Linked DNA regions of Capra hircus: region 1 is linked to region 2. Evidence: chromatin contacts called from public Hi-C data. All regions are on one chromosome and are shown on one strand. Each heading gives the region's core, a stretch centred on a gene start, on an enhancer-like site or on the middle of the called end of the contact. The rest is flanking DNA. Distances are from core to core; before and after follow the strand shown. Region 1 overlaps GATAD2A (transcriptional repressor p66-alpha). Region 2 holds the start of GATAD2A (transcriptional repressor p66-alpha).

Region 1 (5,710 bases), core at 196-2,695, 83 kb after region 2:
AGAAGTGCCTCTTCCAGCGTGCGTTGGGTCTGTCACAGGGGAGATGAGAATATGATGGAGGGACATTCCTTGCAGTGGGTGGTGGTGAAGGTGGGGGCAGCTCAGGAGCAGCAGGAGTTTGGGGTTCAGGGGTTGGGGACTGGAGAGACCTGTGGGCTGGAAGGTGTGAGTGGGCTCTAGTGGGAGGAATGCCCTGGCAGAGGGTCTGGTGGGGCCAAGACAAGTGTGTGCTTGGTGCGGGGTCTAGCAAAGCCTCCCCCACCCCCCTAAACGGTTAGCAACTACCTGCCTCTCCTCACCCAGCTGGGGCCAAAAGATGGGGGGAAGTGGGAGGGTTCTGGCAGGGACTGGTTGGCTGCCAGCCCTGCTTCTCTCCCCCTGGTTAGCCCCAAGGAGCAGTTTGTTGTCCTGAGGCCTCATTGGGCCCACAGTTGTCCCCGACTTCGTTCATGTGTGCAGGCATCTCAGGGATCTTAGAAAAATGCAGGCTTTGGTCAAACAAGTCTGGGACAGTAATGTCCTCTGGTGAAGCTGGGTGGGCGGTGGTCTGCTCCCGCGTGCCCCTGTCCCTCCTGGCTGACCCTAAAGACAGAACTGCTGTTATCCAGGGGTTTCTCCCCGCTGCTGGACACGGCACCCACTTCTTAGGTTGGCTTCCAGCAGCTAGGAAGGAGTGAGAACATGGATGCATGGGTGTGGGTCAAGTGCACCTTGCCCAGACATCAGGCAGGCGCGTGTGGAGAACAGCAAAGGTCAGGGCTGCGTTCCCTTGATGAAAACTGCTTCCCCTGGCACAGGCCAGTGAGACACTCAGTGTTAACCCCGCACTGACCACTGCTGGGTAAGCACCTGGGATGGTGGTGCTGTGAATGGAGGGATCTTGTTGTAAGTTAAGTTTTAAACTCCAGGAAACTTGACGGAAGTTCCGGGCATGTAACAGAATTTTTGTTTGTTTAGCCTCGGGTGGCATTCAAGGGAGGGAGGTAGTGAGAACGTTTTCACGAACAGCCTGGCTTGCTTCCAGGTCACATAAAATCTCTTCTGATCATAATAATTTATATCAGGATTCCCAAGATGGGCAGGCTAGGCTTAATGCATTTGCCCTGAAATCATAGCTTTGAAATAAATGTGGTGCCCTGGCAGCCTCCCTGGACCGAGATAATATACACGGCCACTACACTGCTTCCCTGGCATGTTGGGCTAGATGGTTTTATAATTTAGAATACGTTTTTTTAGAAAAAGAATGCCCACGATAATTTTGAGCCTTTGTCAAATGAGTATCCTTTTCCTTGAATTAAAAGAGCTCGCTGGGAAAGTTCTGAGAAACTTGAAGTACCTTTGTGTTAAAATTGAGCTTTAGGAAAGTTTTCCTTGTTGGAAACTAGTGGCTGGTGGCCCTTCTGCGTTCGGAAGAGGCGACCCAGGTCCCTGTAACAAGCGAGCAGTCCCCTGTGGGCCAGCGCCGCACAGGAAGTGCCTGCAGCCCTGCAGCCCCAGGGCGAGCTGGCGCCTCCATTTCCTGACAGCACCTGAACCCTACCTCACTTCTCAAAATGAAGGCTGCATGTCACAAACTGGTTAGAACTGGCTGTTGCCATGGTTTTCACGTTGGAAGGCACAGTTAAAGGGTCACATGACCAAAGAGGGAAATGCCTTTGTCACATGACTTTTTGGTGGCCTGATTAGCATACAGGAAGTTCACTCCCTGCTGGCTGCTGGGATGCTGAGTGATCACTGATGGGAGGTGATGTCATCTCTTGGACGAGTTATTGATTAGTCTCGGTCCAAGATGGGACCTGGGAGAGCTCTGGTCACAGTGGTCATCTTAGGCAGCTTCAGCTTCCATGTGGTCCAGCCCCTAACCCTGCCCTCTTCCCTCAGGCAGATTTGAGCTGTATTAGGCATCTCACCTTGGAGATGGGCACATGCTCCATGAGATGGTAAAAAGTGATAAATCCCTGTCGGTTACCCTTGCCCCCGTTCGCTCTTGCTCAGGAAGCACCGGCCGTCTGTAACTCTAGACTTGGTTCTGCCGAGGCTGCTGCTCTGCTGTGTGGCCGCCTGGGAGCCTGCCTGGGCTGCGACCAGCGGCTGCGGCCCTCGTGCCAGAGCCTTGTGTCTGCTCAGTGCCTGTGCGCATGCCCACAGAACCTGGGTTGGAGCCCCGGGGTCATCTTTGATGTGTATCTTGGGCAGAGTTGGCAGCCAGCAGGGAGACACAGACTTGAAAGAGTTCCTGAACTGCATTGGTTTTTGGTTTGTTGAGGCCCTAGTGAGACATCCTGGGTTATTTTATAGACAGCCAGCCAATTCCTGGGCTTGAAAATGTGGGCTGCTAACCCCAATGAGGGAGTTCTGTACCTTGAAATGGGCGCCTCCTGATCGCTCGTGGAAGCCCACCCAGCAGCTGTACCTGTGGTGGTCCCGTCGCATCAGGGCTGCGCTCGCTAAAGTGCAGCGGCTGTGCTGCTCTGAGAGCTGAGATGAGGGTGGGCCAAGGGAGAGCGCTGCGGGTTGAGGGGTTGGGGGAGTCAGTGAACCCGGTGTGTGGTCCTCTGTGCACCCCCCTTCCCTGAAGGCATAGCTCACTCTGGGAGTGGAAAGGGCAGTTCAGTGGGCTGTTAAAATACCGGTTTCCCATCCCTAACTCTGCTTCCCCACTCAGCTGGAAGGAGTGGGACAACTTTGAGTTGTTACTACTCCCAGTTAACTTAGCCGAGTTTGTTCTCTGGGTCATAGTGCCACCTAGCGGGCGAATTCAGTCCTTGGCTGGCTTTCCTGCTGATTGCATTCTTTCAACACAGATGCTGAGGCTAGATCTTAAGGGAGAGTTTACATTATGTCCTCAGCAAACAGAGCTGCTTGGCTTGGCGCTAAGCACTGTCTCTGAGACCCGTTGGTCCTTATATATGTGGTCAGCAATGCCATTAGCGGAAGCCTACCACTTCATGGGAAATAGATGGGGAAACAGTGTCAGACTTTATTTTTTTGAGCTCCAAAATCACTGCAGATGGTGACTGCAGCTATGAAATTAAAAGATGCTTGCTCCTTGGAAGGAAAGTTATGACCAACCTAGACAGCGTATTGAAAAGCAGAGACATTACTTTGCCAACAAAGGTCCGTTTAGTCAAGGCTATGGTTTTTCCAGTAATCATGTATGGATGTGAGAGTTGGACTGTGAAGAAAGCTGAGCGCCAAAGAATTGATGCTTTTGAACTGTGGTGTTGGAGAAGACTCTTGAGAGTCCCTTGGACTGCAAGGAGATCCAACCAGTCCATTCTAAAGGAGATCAGTCCTGAGTGTTCTTTGGAAGGAATGATGCTAAAGCTGAAACTCCAGTACTTAGGCCACCTCATGCGAAGGGTTGACTCATTGGAAAAGACTCTGATGCTGGGAGGGACTGAGGGCAGAAGGGGACAACAGAGGATGAGATGGCTGGATGGCATCACTGACTCGATGGACGTGAATTTGAGTGAACTCTGGGAGTTGGTGATGGACAGGGAGGCCTGGTATGCTACGATTCATGGGGTCGCAAAGAGTCGGACAGGACTGAGCGACTGAACTGAACTGAACATTACTAGATGTGCATATACGTTCTGAGGAACTTGAGTGGTAGGATTGGGAAACGAGGGCAGAGGATAATGGGCAGGGGTGGCTGGGAGCTAGTCTGTGAGCAGATTAAGTGGCTGGGTAGTACCCTGGTATGTGAGAGCAAATATGTGCCATGTTCCAGTCAGTTTCAAAACCTGCAGCCACTACTGCCACGTTGCCACTGGCAGGATAGAGAGCCCACTTGTAGCCCAGGAAGGACCCCACAGCAGGCTGCCTTGGCTGCCTCGTGAGGTGGTGATGCCCCACGCTGGGGACTTAGACTGTCGGCTGAAAGTGTATGCCTCAGCCCCTCTGTCACCTGGGGAGGGGTAAGTGGGCTGTCCAGGCGTGAGGGTCGTCAGGGAGTCTGGGTTCAGCAAAGAAAGGCTGATTCAGGTGGGGCTGGCCTCCCTATCAGGTGGCTTCCAGCATGGGTAGGTAGGCACTCAACCAGCAGGCCCAAGATCCAGGAGCAAGTGTTCTGGTTCAGTACTGAGCCGTATGGTACGGAAAGGGGCTGTGGTGGGTTCCAAAATGTGATGTTTTCCCGCAGACACATAGGTATCCTCAGCCCAGGGGACACAGAAGTAGTTATCGGGAACAGTCCTGACTTTTTAAAGGGCACAGCTGTAAGCTGGCAGGTTCGAGGGCCACGTGGTGAGTGCAGTGAGAAAAGGCAGCCTGGGCAGGCGGTTGTGGGGAGGGGTGGGGAGGCCAGCTTGCTCGCCTCCACTTCACTGTGTCTGCGTCTGAATCCCAGCATCCGTGGGAGTGCTGCCCACCACAGGCAGGGTGCTCAGGTAACAGCCCTCCTCCCTGCCCCACAGTGACATGAAGTCTGAGAGGAGACCCCCTTCGCCTGATGTGATCGTGCTGTCTGACAACGAGCAGCCTGCGAGCCCGAGGGTGAATGGGCTGACCGAGGAGCCCCCGAAGGAGACCAGCACCGAGGCCCTCATGGTGAGCTCTGTCCCCGCGCCAGGGAGCCGCCTCGCGGTGGGGCCAGCTGGTGCTCCCTGGCCCCAGCCCTCCTTCAACCCATGTTCTCTTGACCTCGTAGAAAAGCAGTCCCGAAGAACGAGAAAGGATGATTAAGCAACTAAAAGAAGAGTTACGGTTAGAAGAAGCAAAACTGGTTTTGTTGAAGAAGTTGCGGCAGAGTCAAATACAAAAAGAAACTCCCACCCAGAAGGTATGTGAATGGCTGTTCACTCCTCAGGGGTCAGTGAGAGGTATTTAGGACCAGGGACAGAAAACCATGGGTGCTTCTTTGGCTCCGTGCTGCCCCAGGAGCTGGGTCTGTGAGGAGTCCGGTTTCCTCGGGGGCAAAGGGGCAGGGTCTGAATTGGAAATTTGCAGGCTCAAGTTCATGTTTTGGATTTAGCTTAGAGGAGATTTCAATCTAGAATATTCTGGATCTGAGTATGAGAACCTCGTTCCCTGTAGACTCCCATCAAGGAAATGGAGAGCAGACGTCTCTGAAGGTGCTGGAAACACAGCTCTGTTCTGAACCCCTTTCAGAGGGGCGTCCTGCCCTGTGGGTGCCTGTGTGGCCGGCAGGGGCCTCTCTGGATTTCTGGACAGACTGCTGAATGCCTGCTTCAGGGTGCCCATACCCAACCCCGGAGGCTGTGTCCCAGGGCTTCTGCCCCTGCCGCCTCCCCACGCCTCACGCTCCTCGTGCGGCTTCTAAACGGGGCTTAAGCTGTAAGGCAAGGTCAGGCTGGTTTTGTGGGCCTCTTTTGTTATCCCACTCTGGAAAGGTTCCTGGTCCGTGACATGGCTACCCTTCCTTACATTCTGATGACTCTCCAGTGAACCAGAAAGGAAATGCGTCTTGGGCGGTACAAGCAGACAGTGTGTAGACATTGCTTCCACCCTAAAGGGAGCAAGACGGGAGGACACTCGTGGTCTGACTTGGGGATTTGCTTGAGCTCCCACTCCACACCTAGTAAACAAGTGGACCAAGCCTGGTGTCTGCTAATATCCTGATGGATGAGCCTGCTCGTTACTTGTTTCCTGTTGATTGCTGAAGAGTTGATGATGGGGACCAAGTCTGTCACTGTCCTTGGTGGACTGTATGCCTGGACCAGTTTCTCACCAGGGTGGGGATTGATAT
Region 2 (5,673 bases), core at 1,038-3,537:
CATGGCCAGAGGAGCCTGGTGGATTACAGCCCATGGGATCGCAGAGAGTTGGACACGACTGAGCGACTTAGCGTGCATGCAAGGGAATAACTGGCCTAGCTAGAGAGTGACAGGTGTGGGTTTGACCCCAGCTCTGCCAGTCACCATAGTCCAAGGGTTTACTGTCCACCCAGACTGCCTTAGACACTTGTAGAATGTGGCATACAACAGAGGTACAAACAAAGCACTCTGGGAACACGGTGTCTTCATGTTTCCAGAAGTTTCCCTTCCTAGCCAAGGATTCTGTCAGCCTTACCACTTAGATCCAGGCTGAGCTCACTCAGGGAATCAGGCTCCACGGGGCTCTCTGCCAACCCTCCCATCACTCTCTCAGCATTTTTTTTTTTTTACTTTTCTCCCAGGAATGTCAGCTCACTTGTAACAATTACAATAATCCTTTCTACCAGGGAACAGTGCTTCAAGGTTTACAAAGCACTTTCACATCCATTATTTCATTTAATCACTTCCTCCTCTATATTCCTAGAACCTATTCTTGGTATCTCTTTAGTATAACAGTCTGCCTTATCCAATAGGCCTATTTCCCTTTATTGTGTTCATACCGGCTCCCAAGTTCCATCCTACAGTTCAGGTATCCCAGCATCTTGCATATTTCTGTGAATAGGTTGGTGGGGGTGGGGTGGGTGGGAGTGGTAACAGGTTGCCATATTGAATCCTGAGTATTGTGGATCTTTCTCATGCCTGCCTTCTTCACCCCTTCAATTCAATGGATGTCTGGTTGCATGCAAAGGGTATAACTGGGCTCTTTGGGGATAAATCAGGGGAGGAGTTCAGAAGGGCTAAGGGAAGACAGAGGTGAAAGCCTCAGACACCTGGTAGGCCATGGTGATGCTACAGCAGAGTTTAGTTACTGCTTAGTTTTGTCTGGGGACAGGTGAGAAAAAAAGGACTGCTTCTTGGAAGGGCCCCACTCAGTAGAGCAGAAAAGTGGAACTGAAGAGCCCCATAGGGGACAGAATTAGGAAGCACCACAGATTCGACCCTTGAGAAAGAATTGATAGCTGCTTGGAAAAATTCTCATAAAAAAAGAAAAAAAGGGAAGGAGAGCTAAATGGATAACTCTTCTAGGGCAGAGGAGTCAAATGGCTGCAGTTCTTAGGAAAAGAGGAACTCTTTCTCCAACACTCAAACACTGTTTAGAAAAAACGCAGGGAGCACAGCTCCTCGGCAATTATTTAGTAAAAAGGATGAGGGGCCATCAGTTTCCTGCGATTTCTCTCTGGAGAGAGGAAGGGTGCTTTAAGTTCCAAGTTTCTTCTCTGGTGGAAGGAAGGACTTGCAAGTTGTGAATTTCCCGTTATCTTCAGAAATGAAGGCCAAGGACATGCAACACCCACTGCCTCTCACACCAGGGAGGAAGAAGGCCAGTGGCCACCACTAGGGCTCAGAAAAGAGGCAGGGTATGTTGGCTAAATATTCTCCAGGAAAGGCAGTGGGCCCCCAAATTCTCCTTAGTAAAGGGGGCAGGGGCCCGAATCCCTACACGTTTTCTTATAACAAAATCATTCTTATTCTGGCAGTTCTCAGAAAAGTGGGCAAGGCAAGAATCGCTAAAACTCTTCTCAGAAGAGGGGCCAGGGGCAAGATTCCTCAAAGTTCTCCTCAGAAGAGGGTCGAACCCGTGACTCTAGTCAGAAGAGAGCCCAGGTCAACGAATCCCCTGGGGAACAAGAGCTGGCCACAGTTCGCCCAGAGTCCTTAGAGCGCGCCTCATGCGGCCCCGCCCACTGCCCGGCGTAACCGCTCCACGCCCGCCCGGCCTAAGCCGCCTCCGGTGCATTGTGGGTGGGGCGCCCCTGCTGAGCACTGCGGGGAACCCCCTGCCCAGACAGTTGTCGGCCGCTGGGTAGCCGGGCAGAACCCCCCGCCAGTGTCCGAGCAGCCGACCACGGATTGACTCGTCCTCACGCTCCGCCCCTCGCGGTGTTCCTGCCCCGAAGCTAAAGCCCCGCCCCCGAAGCGCCCTGACTGGACCTGAGGTCCGCTCCACTCTCCCATTGGCACATCGCATGTCATTCATCTTGTCCCGCCTCCTCGGGCCCGCCCAAGCCCCCGGCGCGATCCCGAGGGCCAGCCGGCCCGTATGCTCATTGGCCGCCGAATGCTGTCTGTCACGAGGCTGGCCACGCCCCCGCCGGGGCGCGGATCCCGGGAACCCTGGCCGGACCTCATTGGCCTGCGGCGCCGCCACTCGGTGAGACGTGCCTCAACCCGGAAGTGTGAGAGGCGAAATCTGCCTAGCAACCGGGGAAGCCGGGCTGCGAAGCGGGCAATTTCAGTGTGAGACGGAGCGGCGAGACCAAGCGGCGGCTTCGAGCGCTGCGCGGCGGCTCCTCCCGCCCGGGGTCAGCGCCCCGGCGCGCGCACGCGCACCCCCGCTGCCCGAACGCGCTCCGCGCCGCCCGCGCAGTCAGTCGGTCGATCGTCCGTCGTCCTGTCGCCGCCGCGGGCGCCACCCGAGGGAGCTGCCGCCGCGAGACCCAAGCGGACGGGATCCGACTTTGCCACCCGAGGCCGTCTGGGGCCCAGCAGTCGCCCGCAGAGGCGCCGAGCAACTTCGGTGAGTGAGGGGCGGACGCCGCTGGTGGCGGGTCCCCGGCTTCCGGTGCCCCGGGCTTCTCTGGGGCTTCCGCTTCTCCGAGGGGGCCGCTTCCATGCGTGGACCCTCTTGTCGCGGAACCTGCTTCTCTAAGGGACCCTGCCTCTCTGAGGGGGGCCTCCCTTCCCTGAGCGTGCCCCATCTCTTTGAGGGACCTCCTGCTTCGTTAAGGGGCCCGTTTTCTGAGGGCCCCGCGTCTCTGAGACACCTCCTCTGAACTTCTCTAAGGGGACCCCTGCTTCTCCGAGGGGTTGCTTTTATGGGGACCGCCTCCCTTTCTGGGACCGACCCCCATCTTCACTGAAGGACCGCCACTTCTCTGAGGAGATATCCCTGTTTCTAGAGGACCCTGCCCCTCAGTTCTCTGGGGGACCCCCACCTCTGTAAGGAGATCCCTGCTTCTCTGAGCTGTTGTCCCACTGAGTACTGTGTTCCTTTTTTGCCCTTGCTTTTTTGAGGCGTCCCCTACTTTTCATGGGTTCCCCTTCCCCCCTACCTTTCCGCTTCGCTCTCCCTGCTTCTCTGTCCCATTTCTCTGGGTGGCCTCCTCCTTTCCCCATGTGGCCCTCCTCAACTAATCTGAGGTGTTCCTACTTCTGTCAGAATCCTTCTTGGAGGTGTTCCCCACTTTTTTGAGTTGTCCCCACTTTTGATGGGACCCCTAACTTTTTGATGAGTACCTCCATTTTCTTGAGGGGGCCCACTACTCCAAAGTGCTCATATTAATGACTGGACCCTTATTTGTCTGAAGAAATGTTCCCCACTTTTCCAAAACAGTTTCCATTTTGTGGGGGACTCCTACTGATCTATGGGTGCCGCAGGGTTTGGAGGGGTCCCTGGCTTCTCCAGAGGTTCTCTTCCTAAAATGAAATGTCCCACTTTATTAGGCTCCTCACATCCCTGAAGTGTGCCTCCACTCTTTCAAGAAACCCCCTCTCTGATTGAAGAGGGAATGAGTTTCTTCACTTCTCTGAAGGGTCCCCCTCCATTCCCAGGGGTTCTCCTTCCACTTGCCTGAGGACATTTCCCCTTTCCTAAGGTTTCCCTCCTGATTCTCTAATGCAAAAACTCTTTGCATTAAAACTCACTTTTCCTTTGAGACCCCGACTTCAGACCCCTGTTTCTGTTTTTGGTACTCAACTTCTCTCTGTTCTGGAAGGAGAGATCAGAAATATGCCCCTCCCACCTTCAGTCTTCTTTCTGGCCAGATTAGGGGTATTCTCTGAATTTTACCTCAGCTTCAGGGGACCTGGAGGAATTTGTGGCTGGAAGGGAAATTGAGAGACAGGCAAAAAACAAAACTCTGTTTTCTCTTATCCTTTAAGGCCTGCTAGATTTTGGGGAGCAAGAGCTGTTGTCAGATGACAACTGTGGTTACTCCATGTTTGAGTCATGGGGCCACTACAGTGTTGTCAGGCCAGTGCAGAGACAGGATGGACAGGCCTGGAGCACTGTACCCCATTATCACACCTTCATGTTGTGGGACTGACCCACTTCCGGTCCCATCCTCAGTCCTCCTCTGCACGCTAGAACTCACCCCCCACCCCTGCAAAAGGAGAAGAAAAAAATAACCGCTCATTCAGGTCTTCCTGCTGTGTTTTCTCTCCTGAGGTCGACTCATTTACCCCTTGATCTCTAGTGGATCTTCAGTTTGTGGGACACTCTGGTTTGAAAGGCAAGGCAAGAAGCAGGAAATGGGTCACCTTCGATCAAGGAAGGGAGGAAGGGAGGCAGAGAACAGGGGATTTGAATTCATTTCTCTAAGTTAGGTGACTTCAGCTTGGCTCAAAGGAAGTTTTTACGTGGCTTTTACAAATCTCATGTGTACTTTATTTTAGTGGCCCACCCTGAATTCCAAGTTCACTCCAGTAGCTAATTTTATCTGTTTTGCCAAACGCAGAGCTCTCTGGAGCCCAAGTTGATGAATGCTGGCATTGAGAGATGGTCCAAAGGACAGGAATGAACTCAATTTGAAACCTGAGTAACTTGTAACCACTTCGTGTCCATGCACAAGTCTCAGGCTAAAAACATGGGGAGAAATGTTCCTGAAGTTCCGAAACATAGGCTGAACTTGTTTGGTTTAGCGTTTCAACCAGCTCTTCCCTCTGACTCTGCTAAAACTGCAGTTCACTTTACAGTTTGACTTAAGACTGTCTCTCTCCTGTTCATTTCCATCTGGGTCTTGCTTAATTTGCGTCCTTTGTGAAGACTCCTGCCGAGGCTATAATTTGAGTTCTAAATCTGTCGGTGGACCATGTGGACACAAGTTTCAACTCGAGCTATTTTCTTCTGTGGAGAAGGGCTTGGAGAGTTTCCTGGGCCCTCTGCTCCTGCAGTAGTCAAGTCCAGGCAGGAAGCTGTCCCAGACCTGGTTGCTTCTCTGCTGCCTCTTCCTGGTCAGCTGTAGGCACTGCCCTGAAGGGAAAAGGAAGATGGTGGGGAACTCGGGGCTTAAGATGTCCTGAGATAGGACAGAGAAGTGCTGGCACATGTTTATTATTTGAAATGAAGCCCACAGGACCAGCAGGGTTGGGGAAGGGAGAGCTTTGAAGTGAGAAGGACCTGATTCAGATTCTGGGTCTGTCCCTCCTAGCTGTGTGGCCTTAGATAAGTTTTGGCACAAGATCAGCACATTACTAAGTATTTGAGGGGGGTCACATCTCCGTGAACATGTGTGAAAGTGCCTGCAAATGGGGAAGTGCTTCCCAGATGTGTGAATGAATGAGTCTAGGATAATGAGCCGGAGGCAGCCAGCGCAGCACCTAGCACGTGGTTGGTGTGCAATAAAGGTTGGTTGTTGTGCTCAGGAGACTATGGTTCTGGCCTGGACTCCCAGACCAGGAAGTGTTTGATATTTTGCCAAGGCTAAATATGCCTGAAGAGCAAAGAGAAAGAAACTTGTCTCTTGCAAAATCCACTGCCTATCTGGGTCTAGCATTTTTTCTGTTTTCAGATAGCAGTTGTGAGATAGATTGGCTTTGTGGCAGGGGTTTGTGTTTGCCTTGGCCTTGCTTTCT

What was found. A called contact is a pair of places that touch in the nucleus more often than the background predicts.
Region 1: a contact with region 2 is called in a Hi-C map of blood, with 2.9 times the contacts expected there. The contact joins the enhancer-like site here to the promoter of GATAD2A in region 2. A contact is called at or near these places in 4 of 5 Hi-C or Micro-C datasets (blood and liver).

The regions. Positions count from the first base shown.
Region 1 is chr7:104,918,391-104,924,100 of ARS1.2, forward strand. GATAD2A (transcriptional repressor p66-alpha) reads left to right here. Exons shown (of 12, transcript XM_018051497.1): 4 at 4,419-4,551; 5 at 4,652-4,783. Among named protein-coding and RNA genes, the nearest start is that of TSSK6, 20 kb to the right of the region's middle. Within about 2 kb of position 1,446, at least 4 of the 5 cell types and tissues checked have an H3K27ac peak or open chromatin away from gene starts, as enhancers often do.
Region 2 is chr7:104,834,952-104,840,624 of ARS1.2, forward strand. It overlaps GATAD2A (transcriptional repressor p66-alpha), which reads left to right and starts at 2,288. Exons shown (of 12, transcript XM_018051497.1): 1 at 2,288-2,617.